Regions from separate parts of the Mus musculus genome. Here region 2 is linked to region 1. The links are chromatin contacts, called in public HiChIP or PLAC-seq maps. All regions are on one chromosome and are shown on one strand. Each heading gives the region's core, a stretch centred on a gene start, on an enhancer-like site or on the middle of the called end of the contact. The rest is flanking DNA. Distances are from core to core; before and after follow the strand shown.

Evidence for each region. HiChIP or PLAC-seq counts read pairs in DNA pulled down with a chosen protein or histone mark.
Region 2: a contact with region 1 is called in an H3K27ac HiChIP or PLAC-seq map of extraembryonic endoderm stem cells. The contact joins the promoter of Pcgf6 here to the enhancer-like site in region 1. A contact is called at or near these places in 1 of 39 promoter capture datasets (hippocampal neurons), 1 of 484 Hi-C or Micro-C datasets (embryonic stem cells), 2 of 115 datasets of contacts at active chromatin or transcription factors (extraembryonic endoderm stem cells and microglia) and 2 of 9 other capture datasets (adipose tissue and pancreatic islet).

Annotation. Positions count from the first base shown.
Region 1 is chr19:46,896,610-46,902,876 of GRCm38.p6, forward strand. It overlaps Nt5c2 (5'-nucleotidase, cytosolic II), which reads right to left. Exons shown (of 18, transcript NM_029810.5): 6 at 2,194-2,285; 7 at 2,013-2,070; 8 at 967-1,060. Among named protein-coding and RNA genes, the nearest start is that of Nt5c2, 63 kb to the right of the region's middle. Within about 2 kb of position 2,847, at least 108 of the 459 cell types and tissues checked have an H3K27ac peak or open chromatin away from gene starts, as enhancers often do. A contact at or near this core is called in extraembryonic endoderm stem cells and pancreatic islet, where this site is marked.
Region 2 is chr19:47,049,009-47,055,373 of GRCm38.p6, forward strand. It overlaps Pcgf6 (polycomb group ring finger 6), which reads right to left and starts at 1,898. Exons shown (of 10, transcript NM_027654.3): 1 at 1,443-1,898; 2 at 1-81. The coding sequence starts at 1,811.

The DNA of each region.
Region 1 (6,267 bases), core at 1,597-4,096:
TTTCCTTTTTATTTTTTAAGTTATTGCTCTATAGCCCCAGCTGGCTCATCTTCCTGCCTTTGCCCCCTAAGTACTAAGATTACAGATTTAGGATATCATGTCCATCTCACAAATCAAGATTGATTGTCTGAGACAAAGCTTTACGTTGTAACCCAGGTTAGCCTTGAACCTGGATTGTGGAGTAGACCACCACACTTGACCTGTAAGTCTACTGTTAACTTTTACTAAAAAACTTGTACTGACTATCAAACAAATAAATATTCTGTTTACCAAAATGAAAAATGTTAGACAAAAAAAGATTTCAAATATAAAAGTATTCACATTTTAAATAGAAAATTAAAACTTTTCATAGTTTATTAAAGTTTATAGTAAATATAAATCCAATACTAACTAGTGGGAGTTATTTGAACAAAATTTAAATGGACCAACATACACAAGAGATGTAAGTATAATTTCATATACTAAAATTCTTCTAAATATTTTTCAGAAATGCAAACAATAAAATTTAAAAGCTGAGCCTCAAGGCTGAAGAACACTGTCAGTATGGTCGGACAAGAATAAACATAAGAGGCAAATTTCTCTTAACTCCTTTTAAAGGTGAAAAATAAAAGCATTTAAGAGTCTTTATTTTTCTGTTAATGTGTATGAGAGTAAATGTTTTGCCTGTTTCCATGTCTGTGTACCACATGAATGCCTGGTGCCCAGAGACACCACAAGAGGGCGTCAGAGCCCCTGGCACTGGAGTTTCAGATGGCTGTGAGCTGCTGTAGGGTGCTAGGAACTGAATCAAGGTTCTCTGCAAGAGCAGCCAGTGCTCTTAGTCTCTGAGACATCTCTCCAGGCCCTCTCCACGTTCTTTTTTAAAAGGAGCATTCTGCTCTCTGTGTACATGCCCACTTGCAAAGTTAGTATCAGAGCACAGATGCATGCTGGGGAGAGGAGGGTAAAGCAGCAGGCTCTAAATACCTTGTAATGGACCCAGTCCACTGCGTCTCTTACGTCCTGGAACATGCTACGGTAGGACATGAAGAGGTCCCCATCTTTAAATCCTGTGTCACAACTACAGAAAGATGAAAAGAACATGACAAACGGTGAATGAAATGACCAAGGGACCCAAAGGTTCCCATCACGTGGTACAGGCTGTGGTTAGCTAGGGAATCGCTCCCTAATCAAAATGCATTTGAGCATTAAAATGGCCAGAATATTGATATATGGAATATAATAACTGTGTGCAAACACAATGAGACAGGATAATTTACAGGATGGAATTAAAAGGCCAAGGTCCCATAATACCAAGTTCCTCACTTTAGAAGCAGGCCTCACTGCGCAGACATTTAGAAGCTAGGCTCTCCCTCCCTGACCTTCCTGCATTGTCCCTAGGTACAAAGGCACCGTTCAGTTCTATCTGGATTCCACTTTCCACCAAACTGCCCTCAAGTGGGTAAGGCCTCAGATATGAAGTTAGCAGACTCTAACACAGAGGCTGTTACACATCAAGCAATGGCCACACAGCTCCCCAGAAGGAAAGGCTAACCTGTGAAGACTTAGGCAAATTTTTGCTTTACAGAAAATAAACACTATTTTATTCCTTGGTGAGCTCTTGCTGGGCCTGGGAATGAAGCTACATGAGCATCCCGGGATGGCTCCTGGGCAGCTGCTGTGAAATGAGTCGGGGGTTTCAGTGCAACTCTGCTTGGACAGATAAGCATCACACAAACCTCCCACTCAGTTGTCACAATTAGCACCTCTGCTGGCCGTCTTCAATCCCAGTCACAAGTGGTCCCTTCCAAACATGGCTGCAGCACACTGGCAAGGAGAGGGGCCGTGTGGGAGGTGAGAGCCTGCATGGAGCTGCTGGCGCTGTCCATCTCTCAGGCTGGCAATGTGGCATCTCTCACTAGCACTAAATTCACTTTAGAAAAGCAGAAAAGACCTACAATGGCCAGTTCTCTAAAACCCTGTACATTAATTTAAAAATCAACTGGATGAAGAAAATTGTAATATAAACATACCTGGTGTATCTGGGACAATTAGTAAAAAAATCTACGAGGCAGGCCAACAGGTAGGTCTCTGAAAATGAAGAAAAGGTATGAATAAGCTGTAAGTACCATAATCAAGCTGATTTACTCAGCTTCCTGGAAGACATGGCCCTGGAACAAAGGGGCAGTGTGCAGAGTAAGCAGAGGTGTCTACCTGGGAGATTGAATAGTGTGTTCAGAATGTAAAACCGTTCAGTGTCATCTCGTTGGATAAATTTATTTGGATACTGCTCTCTAGTTTCTGGTCTGTAAGAAAATGTAAAAAAAAATTAATTGATATACAAAAAGTTAACAACTGTAGGAAATCATCACTATTCAATGCTTTATTAAAATATGTTGATGGCTATGTGAAAGACAAGAGTTCATATATTAAATGTGAGCAGCTGTGAACAGGCTCAGGGTGAGCCCTTCAACAGCTCTCTTCATAGACAGCACCCAGGGCTCTCCCTGTGCTAGGGAGGTAACTTAAGAACACACAACCCAACCTCTACAAGAAGGCCGTGGGGAACTCTTAAGACTGAAGGGGAACTACTGAGCTTCAAATGTTTAAGGAGACTAATGCATGAACAGGTGCTCACCCTGGAATCCCAGCGCTGGCAGCCAGGCCAGCCAGGGTGACACAGGGAAGCCTTGTCTCAAAACAAATAAATAAAATTTTAAGATAAAATAAGTCTAAAAGCAGAAGGAAGTGACTGCAAAGAGAGGCAAGGACAACCCAGAAAGGATTCCTGTCGGTGCTGGTGTGCTGGCTCTGCTGCAACACCTAAGTGGACACTTCCTCTCCTGGATGAAGTGTGGAACAAAGAGCAAGCCTTCCTTACCGTCTGAGCTGTGCTTTTCTCTGTTCCTCTTTACTGAAAGCGGGCCAACTTCTGACCTGACCTACTTAATTTGCAAGGCCAGCCCCTATCAGTAAAGTGCTTGCCATGCAGACACGAGGAGGAACTTTTGTTTAGAATCCCAATGCCCATGTAAGTGCCAAGCACTGCAGTGTGTGCCTGTAACCCTAGCCATGGGGAAGGAAGAAAGAAGGGTCGAGTGGAACTCTGCTCACCATTCAAGCAAAAGCAAGGACAGTATCTCAAATAAGCTGGAGAGTGACTGAGAACACACCTGCACATACATCCCCACAAAGACAAAGAAAACAAATATAAAGCTTATACACAGTGTAAGCTGGGTAAATTCCTACTTAAGTTACTTAACTTCAAATGGTATGGACTCTAGTCACGACCATAAAATCATAGTAGTTTCTTGGTTAGTAACCCCTTTCATCACCCTTATGAAACAAAGTTTCTAATCAATTCAAGACTAAGTAGAAAGCCATCTCTCTGGCTTTCTGGCAGAAGGGGGCAACACTAGCATGCCCTCCCTCCAGCCAGTGAGTGAAGGCTGGCTTAGACAATCACGGGTGCAGCTGCTGTGGCAATCACAACTCAGACTGACTGATAACTAGGTTAGTCATCGCATTCCCGGTCAGGGGAAGACAATGCATCATACATATCAGAAGAAAACAGTCTACTTGGAATTGGAAGGAACACTGGCATGTTTTGTGACCTGCAGCCCCAGGCTAACAAGGTGTGACAAAGGTAGATGGACGTTGACCTCCTTTTTAGCTCATTGCCACTGCACCTTAAAAACTGAAATGTCCCACCATGTTCATTCTCTCCCTAATATCTTTTCCTTTTGCACTAAGCGTAAATGAATCTACGTTTACCCACAAATGACTTATTTTTGAAATACTACCAAAAGTATTTCCAAAGAAGGTACACTGAAACTTTATGTATAGCAGGTTGATGTGGACTTAGTATTAGGTCTATCTTATACCATATAATTTACAAAATGATAATAGCTGTGTTCAATTTATATTTTGAGAGTCTTTTTTTTTTTATAATTAAACAGAAAGGGTGAAATGTTGCAGGATATTAGGGCAGTGGCAGGCTTGTGATTGGACAGGAAAAGGGAGGAGGAGCTAAGAGTTGTGGAGACAGAGAGGGAGGAGGGAGAAGAACCAGAATGGTGTTATCGAAAGGTTATAATAATTGAGTTAAAGTTTTATCAGTATCAATTAGCCCTGAAACTATTGTATTGGCATTTTTGTAAATTGTGATCTTTTTGTTATATAAATCTAACTGTATAATTAAGCTTTAAGAGTCATGTTTCTACTGGGGTAACTAGGTGTTGAGATGGCTGATGGTGGGGTGTGTGGGGCACTGTGTGGAAGCAAGATGAACTTGGGAGAGAATAGCTCAGTGGTGAGAACACGGCCGAGCAAGCGAGACCCCACCCAGACATAGTGTTGTGGCCTGCCAGTATCGGTACTACAGCAGGAACACAGGCCGGTGGGGCAGGAGAGATGGAGGGTTGACTTTTTAAATATTTCCTGCAACAGGTTGATAAGACCTTTTTTGTTGTTGTTTGATAAAGTCTCATGTAGTCTAGACTGGCCTATGTAGCCAGCGATGACATGACCTGAACTCCTTATGGACTCCTGCCAGGATTACAGAAGTGGACCACTACCCCTAGCTTAGGCCTGTGCATCTTGTATTCTAAGAGTGGTTATAAAATGAATTTAGTGACTTGCTTCTCATTTTTTCCCCTCTGCCTTCCTTTCAACTCATAGCCAGAACAATGAGATCCCTTCTCAGACACAAACAGAACCCTGGTTCATTTTCACCGGGCTCCTTCCCAGTGACAGTATCTGAACATGATGAGCTTAGGTCGGTGATACTGCATGTCATCATGTTCTGTCTACATCCTGCTTCCTGATACGAAAGCATCCTTTACAGCACCAGAAGGTGCATGTAGCCTTCCTGGCCTGCTCTGAGAGGTCAAGGTGATGTTCACTTTACTTCAACTGTACAACAGACATCCGAGACATCTCTGAGCCTGTGTTATGCAATAAGGCTTGCTCAACAGCACCGTGCAATTGCTTCAGTTCTAAGTGGGACACTGCTATGACCTCAGACTTAAAAGGATGTTCTGACACAATTTCAGTTAGTTTATGTCTCTTACAACAAGTGTTGCCAAAACCACTGTCTTTAATTATTTCAATGTGACTATTATGACTTTAGCAGTTTCCCATCAGGAATAAATAAATCAGGAAAATTACATGAATGCATAATATAAAATGTTTTCATTTCAAGTTGTAGTTATGACCCAAATGTCACATTCTATTTTTTTACTTTTCTTTGTTTTTAGATTACTATGTATGCATTGTTCTGCCTGCATTTATGTGTGTATATGCATCACGTGCATGCTGGGTGCTTGTGAAGGCCAGGAGGGCAGCAGATACCCTGGAGCTGGAGTTACAGATAGTTGTGAGCACCATGTGGGGGGCTAGAAATGGACCCAGGTTCTATGTAAGCACAGCATTTACTCACTGAACCATTTCTCCAACCCCCAAACTGTGTTTTTAAAAAGCAAAATAAAACAAAACAACCCTTAGATGTTTCACCAAAAAAAAGTAGATACTTATATATTTATAACTTATATTTTACTGCTTTCTAAAGAGGAAACTCCCAAATTAGCAAAGACAGTGAAGATATTATAAATGTAAGTTATCTGTTTTAAGACCACTCACTTCCTCTCCTTCCTCCTTACCCCTCCCTCCCTCCTTTCTTCCTTTTACAGTGCTGTAGATCAGACCCAGGCCCCTATATCTGAGTGTCTACTTCAACTGTCTTCTACCACCCCATCTTGCCTTTATCTATCTATCTATTGTCTATCTATCTATCTATCTATCTATCTATCTATCTATCTATCTATCTATCTATCTATTTATTTTGAGGAAGGGTCTCTATGTAGCCTTGGCTATCCTGGAATGAAGAGTAGGCTGGCCTTGAACATGCGGAGATCTGCCCACCTCTGCCTCACAGTGCTGATGTTAAAAGCATACACCACCAAACGAAACCTTTCTCCCCATCTTTTATGATTTCTGAGACGGGTCTCATTATATTACCCAGGCACTGGCACAGAGCTCCTGGATTCAAAGCTCCTCCTCTCAGCTTTCAGAGGAGTTTGGTATTACAGGCAGGAATGACTATGCCTAGCACTACCTTGTATTTAGGGTACATTATACTTTTAACCCTGTGTTTTAAGATGTTTTCATTATGGCCAGACAGTGGTGGTGCACACCTTTAATCCCAGCACTTGGGAGGCAGAGGCAGACAGATTTCTGAGTTCGAGGCTGAGGCCAGCTTGGTCTACAGAGTGAGTTCCAGGACAGCCA
Region 2 (6,365 bases), core at 648-3,147, 150 kb after region 1:
AATGGTGGTTGCATCTATCAGGTAACCTTTGCAAATCGAACACAGGATGTAGGGGGTCAGCTCGACAAGGTTTATCAGGCGCTGTAAGTGCAACAGTAACCATTTTAGGATACAAGCCTTTCCCTTCTCAAATTCAGAAGCTAGCTGCAAGTAGGAAGTCTAATGCCTATATTCCAACTTACACAAGTCAGCTGTGACATCTGAGCCCAAGAGTGTTGGTAGGGTCTGGACTCCACCCCCACAGTTACTTGGCAACAGCCAGGTATGCTCCTCCCCACAGTTACCTGGCAACAGCTAGGTAGGTTTGGCCCACTATAAAAGGGACTGCTTGCCCCCTCCTCTTACTCCTGCTTCTCTCCCTTGCCTCTTCCCTCCCTTGCTCCATCTCTCTCCCCATTCCCTTCCCGCCCTCTCTACACGTGGTCATGGCCCTCCTCCACTTCTCTACTCTGTCTCTCTCTCTCTGCCTCTACTACCCTCTTAACTTCCCTCCCCATGCCCTGAATAAACTCTATTCTATACTATATCGTCGTGTGGCTGGTCCCTCAGGGGTAAGGGATGCCTTGGCATGGGCCCGCTGGGGCACCCCCTTCCCCCACACCTCGCCACACCCCCATAGAACATATATTAATACCCCTTTATCTTTTTAAAATCACAACATCAAACCCAGTCCAAAGCCAACACTACAAGGTCTCATTTCAAAACAAGTTAAGCCATGATCCCAAGATTTCATTATAAGCAGTGTAACTTAATTGCACTCCAACCCTTCAAAATATCCAATCTAAAGAAAACACTGTATCTAAGCGGTCCCAGTTCTCTGACATATAGGAAACTAACAGTGAAAGGCACCTGTTCTTTTGTTGGTTTACAAAAAGCCCTTAAACCTGCCTGGTCTCCCCACATTACCAAGGATGACTTTGAACTTGCTGCCTCTGCCTCACGAATGTTGGTAGTAACAAGTGTCTACTACCACATCCAGTGTAGACAGTGCTGTGACTCGAACTCCGAGCGTCCTGCAGGGCAGAGATACACTGTATCAACTGGCCTACACCCTATCCCCGGGATGCCTTTCTTCACACATTTGTTATTTATTTTTAATGGGGGAGGGGTCCCAAACCCTCTCAACATCCTGCAGAAAAAAAAGAGTACACCTGCCAGTAGCCTTAGACATCTAACTCCCTCCACGTTACGCAAAGACTTTTACAGAATGTAAAAAAAACAAAAACAAAAACAAACAAAAAAACGGGACCCAGAGTGCCCTAAATGATCTGCAAGGACTCCACAAAATAAATGAAGCCGGAGAGAGGCCACGCCTGGGTGGGCGGGGATGGAGCGCTACACAAGCGCCGCGAGCTCCAGCGACAACGGCAACCACAGGTCTGCGCCCCGCTGGGTCCCAGAGGCCGCTCGAGCGCAGCCAGGTCTGGCAGGGTCGTCGATACCTCCTCCTCGTCCTCGGAGTCTGCCCGTCCGGACTCCAGACGCAGAGAGAAGTGGCTCATCTCTTCCTCCTCCTCTTCTTCCTCCTCCATCTCCTCCTCCTCTTCCAACTCTTCATCGTAGTCCTCGAAGCGGCCTCTCAAGCGGCCCAGGCTGCGCTCGGGCTCCAACGCCGGGGGCCGAGAGCGAGAGCAGCCGGCAGCGCCCGCCTGGCCCAGGGACGCCGGGCCCTCCTCGCCGGCCGCGGGTGCCGGGATGAGGGCGGGCGGAGAGATGGGAGGCGGAGGCGGTGGCGGTGGCGGCATGGCTGAGGCTCGCTTGGCCTCAGAGGCGCGCTTGTTTTCCGTGGCGTCCGTCTCAGCCTCGTCCATGGCGGGGATCAGAAATCTGGCGAGTTGAGAGCGAGGCAAGGCGAGTCGGACGGCTAGCGCGCGAGTTGAGCACGAGCCCCCTTTCGTACCAGTGCGCAGGCGCCGGCGCTCCGCAGAGGCCGCTGGGAAGTGTGGTTCACCTAGGCTACCTAGGTGAGGCGGAGCTGCTCAGGTTGGGGCGGGGCGTGTGGGCCACGCCTTGAAGGAAGCTCACCGGTTTTCGCGGTCGAAGCCTGCAGTGTGCTGTTCAGGAGAGTCTAAAATGCTACAGTTTCAGTATTTTACTTGCACCAGTTTATTCATGGAACATTGAACTCTAGATGCCATGTGTTCTTGAATTAGGAGTGATGGTTTCATTTTGAGGACTAATTGTGGTTTTCCGTCCATGGTTAATGGCATCTATCTACTTAGTAAGACCTTGTCTCACCAAACAAACAAACAAAAACCCTAAGCTGGCTCAGCAGGTAAAAAATTTGCCTCCAAGTGTGACGACCTGAGTTCAATACCCATGTTAGAGGGAGAGAACTGATTCGCGAAATGATTTCTGAGAAATGAGGGGGAAAAGTTAGAGGACAGCTTTGATAAGAATAACCACATAAGCCAAGTATGGTTACCTACTTATTAATTTCAGCCTTGAGTAGGCAGAATGTTAGAGCCAAGGAATTTGAGACCCACCTGGGCAGCACTCCAACACCCCTGTCTCCAAAAGGAAGAGAAAAGTTCCAGACCTTACCCACTGAAGGGTGTCTTTGGACTTTTGAACACTATTGAGACAGTTAAACGTGGAGGTGTCTTGAGCTGGAAAGATGGCTCCAGCTGTTAAGAGCACTTCGATGCTCGTGCAGAGAGGCCCTTTAAGAAGAACCCCTCTTCCAAGCACCCAAATGGCTGTTCACAACCATCTAGTTCCAGATGCTGTCTTTTGTCCTCTCTGGGCACCAGGGATGCAAATGGTGAACATACATATATGCAAGCAAAACATGCTACACATAAAAATGAAAAATAAATAAAATATAGTTTTCAATTGGAGCCAAGTGGTAAAGGAACCTTTAATCCCAGCACTGAGGCAGAAACGGGCAAATCTCTTGAGTCCTAGGCCAGTCTACAGAGTGAGTTCCAGGATAGCCAGAGCATAACAGAGAAACACTGTCTAAAACAAACAAACAAACAAACAAACCCAGGGCTGGCTGGAAAGATGGCTCAGCAGTTAAGAGCACTGACTGCTCTTCCAGAGGGCATGAGTTCAAATCCTAGCAACCACATGGTGGTTCACAACCATCTGTAATGGGATCCTAAGCCCTCTTCGGGTGTGTCTGAAGACAGCTACTGTGTATATAAAGTAAATAAATCTTTAAAAAAGGCCGGGCGTGGTGACACATGCCTTTAATCCCAGCACTCAGGAGGCATAGGCAGGCTGATTTCTGAATTCAAGGCCAACCTGGTCTACAGAGTGAGTTCCAGGACAGCCAGGGCTACACAGAGAAACCCTGTCTTGAAAAACAAAAACAAAACAAAACAAAAATCTTTAAAAAATAAAACAGGGGCTGGAGAGATGGCTCAGCGGTTAAGAGCACTGACTGCTCTTCCAGAGGTCCTGAGTTCAAATCCCAGGAACCACATGGTGGCTCACAACCATCCTTAATGAGATCTGAAGACAACTACAGTGTACTTACATATAATAAATAAATAAATAAAATCTTTAAAAATAAACAAGTAAAAATAAAACAAACAAGAAAAGATGTAGAGGCTCCCGAAAGTTGGACTAAACACATTTTTCCATTATGAGATAACCCAGGAACCTATGGGGACTGAGAGGAACATGCTATGGTTTGAATATGGATGTCCCTCCACAGGTTTGTGTTTGAACACGTGGTCCCCAACTGGTGGTCCTGTTTGGGAGTTATGAAACCTCTGGCTTGTGTGACCTAGCCAGAAGTGGTGATAACTACAGGCAGGTTTGAAAGATATCCACTTCTGGTCCTGGACTGAGCTCTCTGCTGCTTCACTCAAATGACACATGAAGACTTACGGCTCAAACTCCTGGCACTACAGAGACGCCCCGACATACACTACAGGAATCTTCTGAGGGCATCAGCCTCTCGAGTGCCGGGATCACAGGCACAAACTGCCTTCCCACTCTTGTCTCTAACACGCCAAATGACAAAAGAAAATACAGACTGGATAAAATCAGGATAAAAGAGCTAAATAAAAAAAAAAAACATAGCTCTTGGGCTGGAGAGATGACTCAGCAGTTAAGAGCACCGACAGCTCTTTCAGAGGTCCTGAGTTCAATTCCCAGCAACCACGTGGTGGCTCACAGCCATCTGTAATGGGGTCTGATGCCCTCTTCTGGTGCATCTGAAGAGATCAATGGTAGTGTACTCATATGCATAAAATAAATAAATCTTTAAAAAATATATAGTTCTTTTATACTGATAAACATCATAAAGAAGAAATGATATTGATGTGTACCCTCCATTGATCATTGAACATTCCATAAAACTTTCTACCTGGTATCTGTATACCCCATTGTTTGAGTAAACCTGAAACAGGAGAGAAAAGCCAGAGAGTGTATATGAAGCCTGAGTCCTGGTACGAGTGGTATCTCAAAGCACTAAAGCCAGCATGGGCTTTTCAGAAAACACACTGAGGTGGAATGGTTAGGCATCTAGGGAGAAAAGTTAAAACAGTAGAAGAAGTTGCTCGTTCTCTTCTATCTTCAAGGAAATCTAGAACTATGATTGAACCTTGGTCAACCCCTGGAACTGTGGTCATTAGTATTTATTTTCTGTCAATGATTGATGGTGGTTTCCATGTGTGTACCTGGGGCAATGAACCAAGCTGTGCCAGTTTGTCACATGGCTTTGTACAAATGACAGGATTTATGATGTGTGCGTGCGTGTGTGTGTGTGTGTGTGTGTGTGTGTGTGTGTGTGTCTGTGTGTCTGTGTGTTTGTGTGGTTTCACTGTTGGAGAACTGACTTTCGAGACAAGAGTTGTGGCTGGCTATATAGCAAGAGAGGAAGAGAGGCACTCTTTGTTTTTGGTGTTTGTTTGCTGGGTTATTTGTTGTTATTTGTTTGTGTGTGTGTGTGTGTGTGTGTGCTTGGTTTGGGGTTTCTTTTGTTTTGTTTTTGAGACTGGGACTTGCTGGTCCAGAATTGACGATGTAGACTAGGCTGGCCTCAGACTCAAGAGATTTCATCTGAGTTTCGTCTGATGCCTCTCTAGTGAAGGTATTAAAGGAGTTCACCACAGCTGGCCCCGGCCTGCTACTGAATCTCAGATGTAGTTTCAGAGGACTACCAGGCTTTCAAAGCAGGGGCTGGCGTAGGGGTGGGGTGCTTCCGGAATACTCCCTTTCAGCAGCAGCAGCACCACCACCACCATCTTCATCATCATATTTGTGTTTGTGTGCGCACGTGTGCAATATGTGTATGTGGGAAAGTGCATTTACCACAGAGCATGTAGAAATGAGAAGACAATCTTGTAGAGTTGTAGTTCTCTTCTTCCTCCTCCATGTGGATACCAAGGCCCAAACTCATACCATCAGGTTTGTATCTGGTGGCAAAGTACCTTTACCTACTGAGCCATCTTGCTGGGCCCTTTAAATTCTTTAAACAAACAAACAAACAAACAAACAAACACAGACTTAATTCACTTTATTTTTCTAGTATAAAAACCCTTATGTGGTAGCCATAACTGGAACCTAGGTACACTGAACAGAGCCTCTGGTGTGAGTTTTCACAAGATGGCCAGCGAATTCCTGACAAGGAGACTTGATGAACACAAGTCTCTTTCCAGAGGCGGGGGTGTCAGGTAGCTGTGGGTCTTGGAGATAGGATCAAAGGTGGCCTTGGTAAAGTTGTCCAGGGTGGCAGTGCAGCCCTGGCTGCTGTGTAGCAGTCCTCAATGCCAGCCATCAGCAGTAGCTTCTTGGGCACAGGGGCAGAGATGGATGGCAGTGTCTCTTGGGGCAGGGATGAAGCACACCAACACAGAGCAATGGGGGCCTGTCACCTTACAAGGAACAGTGTGGGGCTTGCCAATCTTGTTTCCCCAGGTAGACTCTCCCAACAGGAACAGGGATGATGGAAAGCTTGACCAAAATGGTGGTCCCTCAGATGGCAGAGGTCAGGTCCTTGGAGCACTTAGCACCAAGAGCAAAGTGACCATTGTAGTCTCCAGTAGTAACAAGAGCCTTGAACCTGGTCTGCATGCCAACCCGGGTCTACTTTGTACTGGCCTGGTCTTTAGAACTCATCCTTTAGGGATGTGCCCAGGAAAAAGTCTGTAATCTCAGAGTCCCTAATGGGCAGGAGAGCGTGGAGATCTCCTCCAGGGGCTTAGTCTTCACGTACCTGACCAGGCAGCCCGGTGGCCACTCCTCGTCTTCAGCTTTACCTCCATGAACCCTGCAGCCTCAACCACAGGCCTCTACCAGGACTTCATCCCCTAAGACACTTCCCTCCCCCGTTTGGTGATTTCCCAAAGAAGAAGAAGCCCTTTAAATAATTCTTATTAGATTCCCCCCTCCCCTGGCAATACTGACAA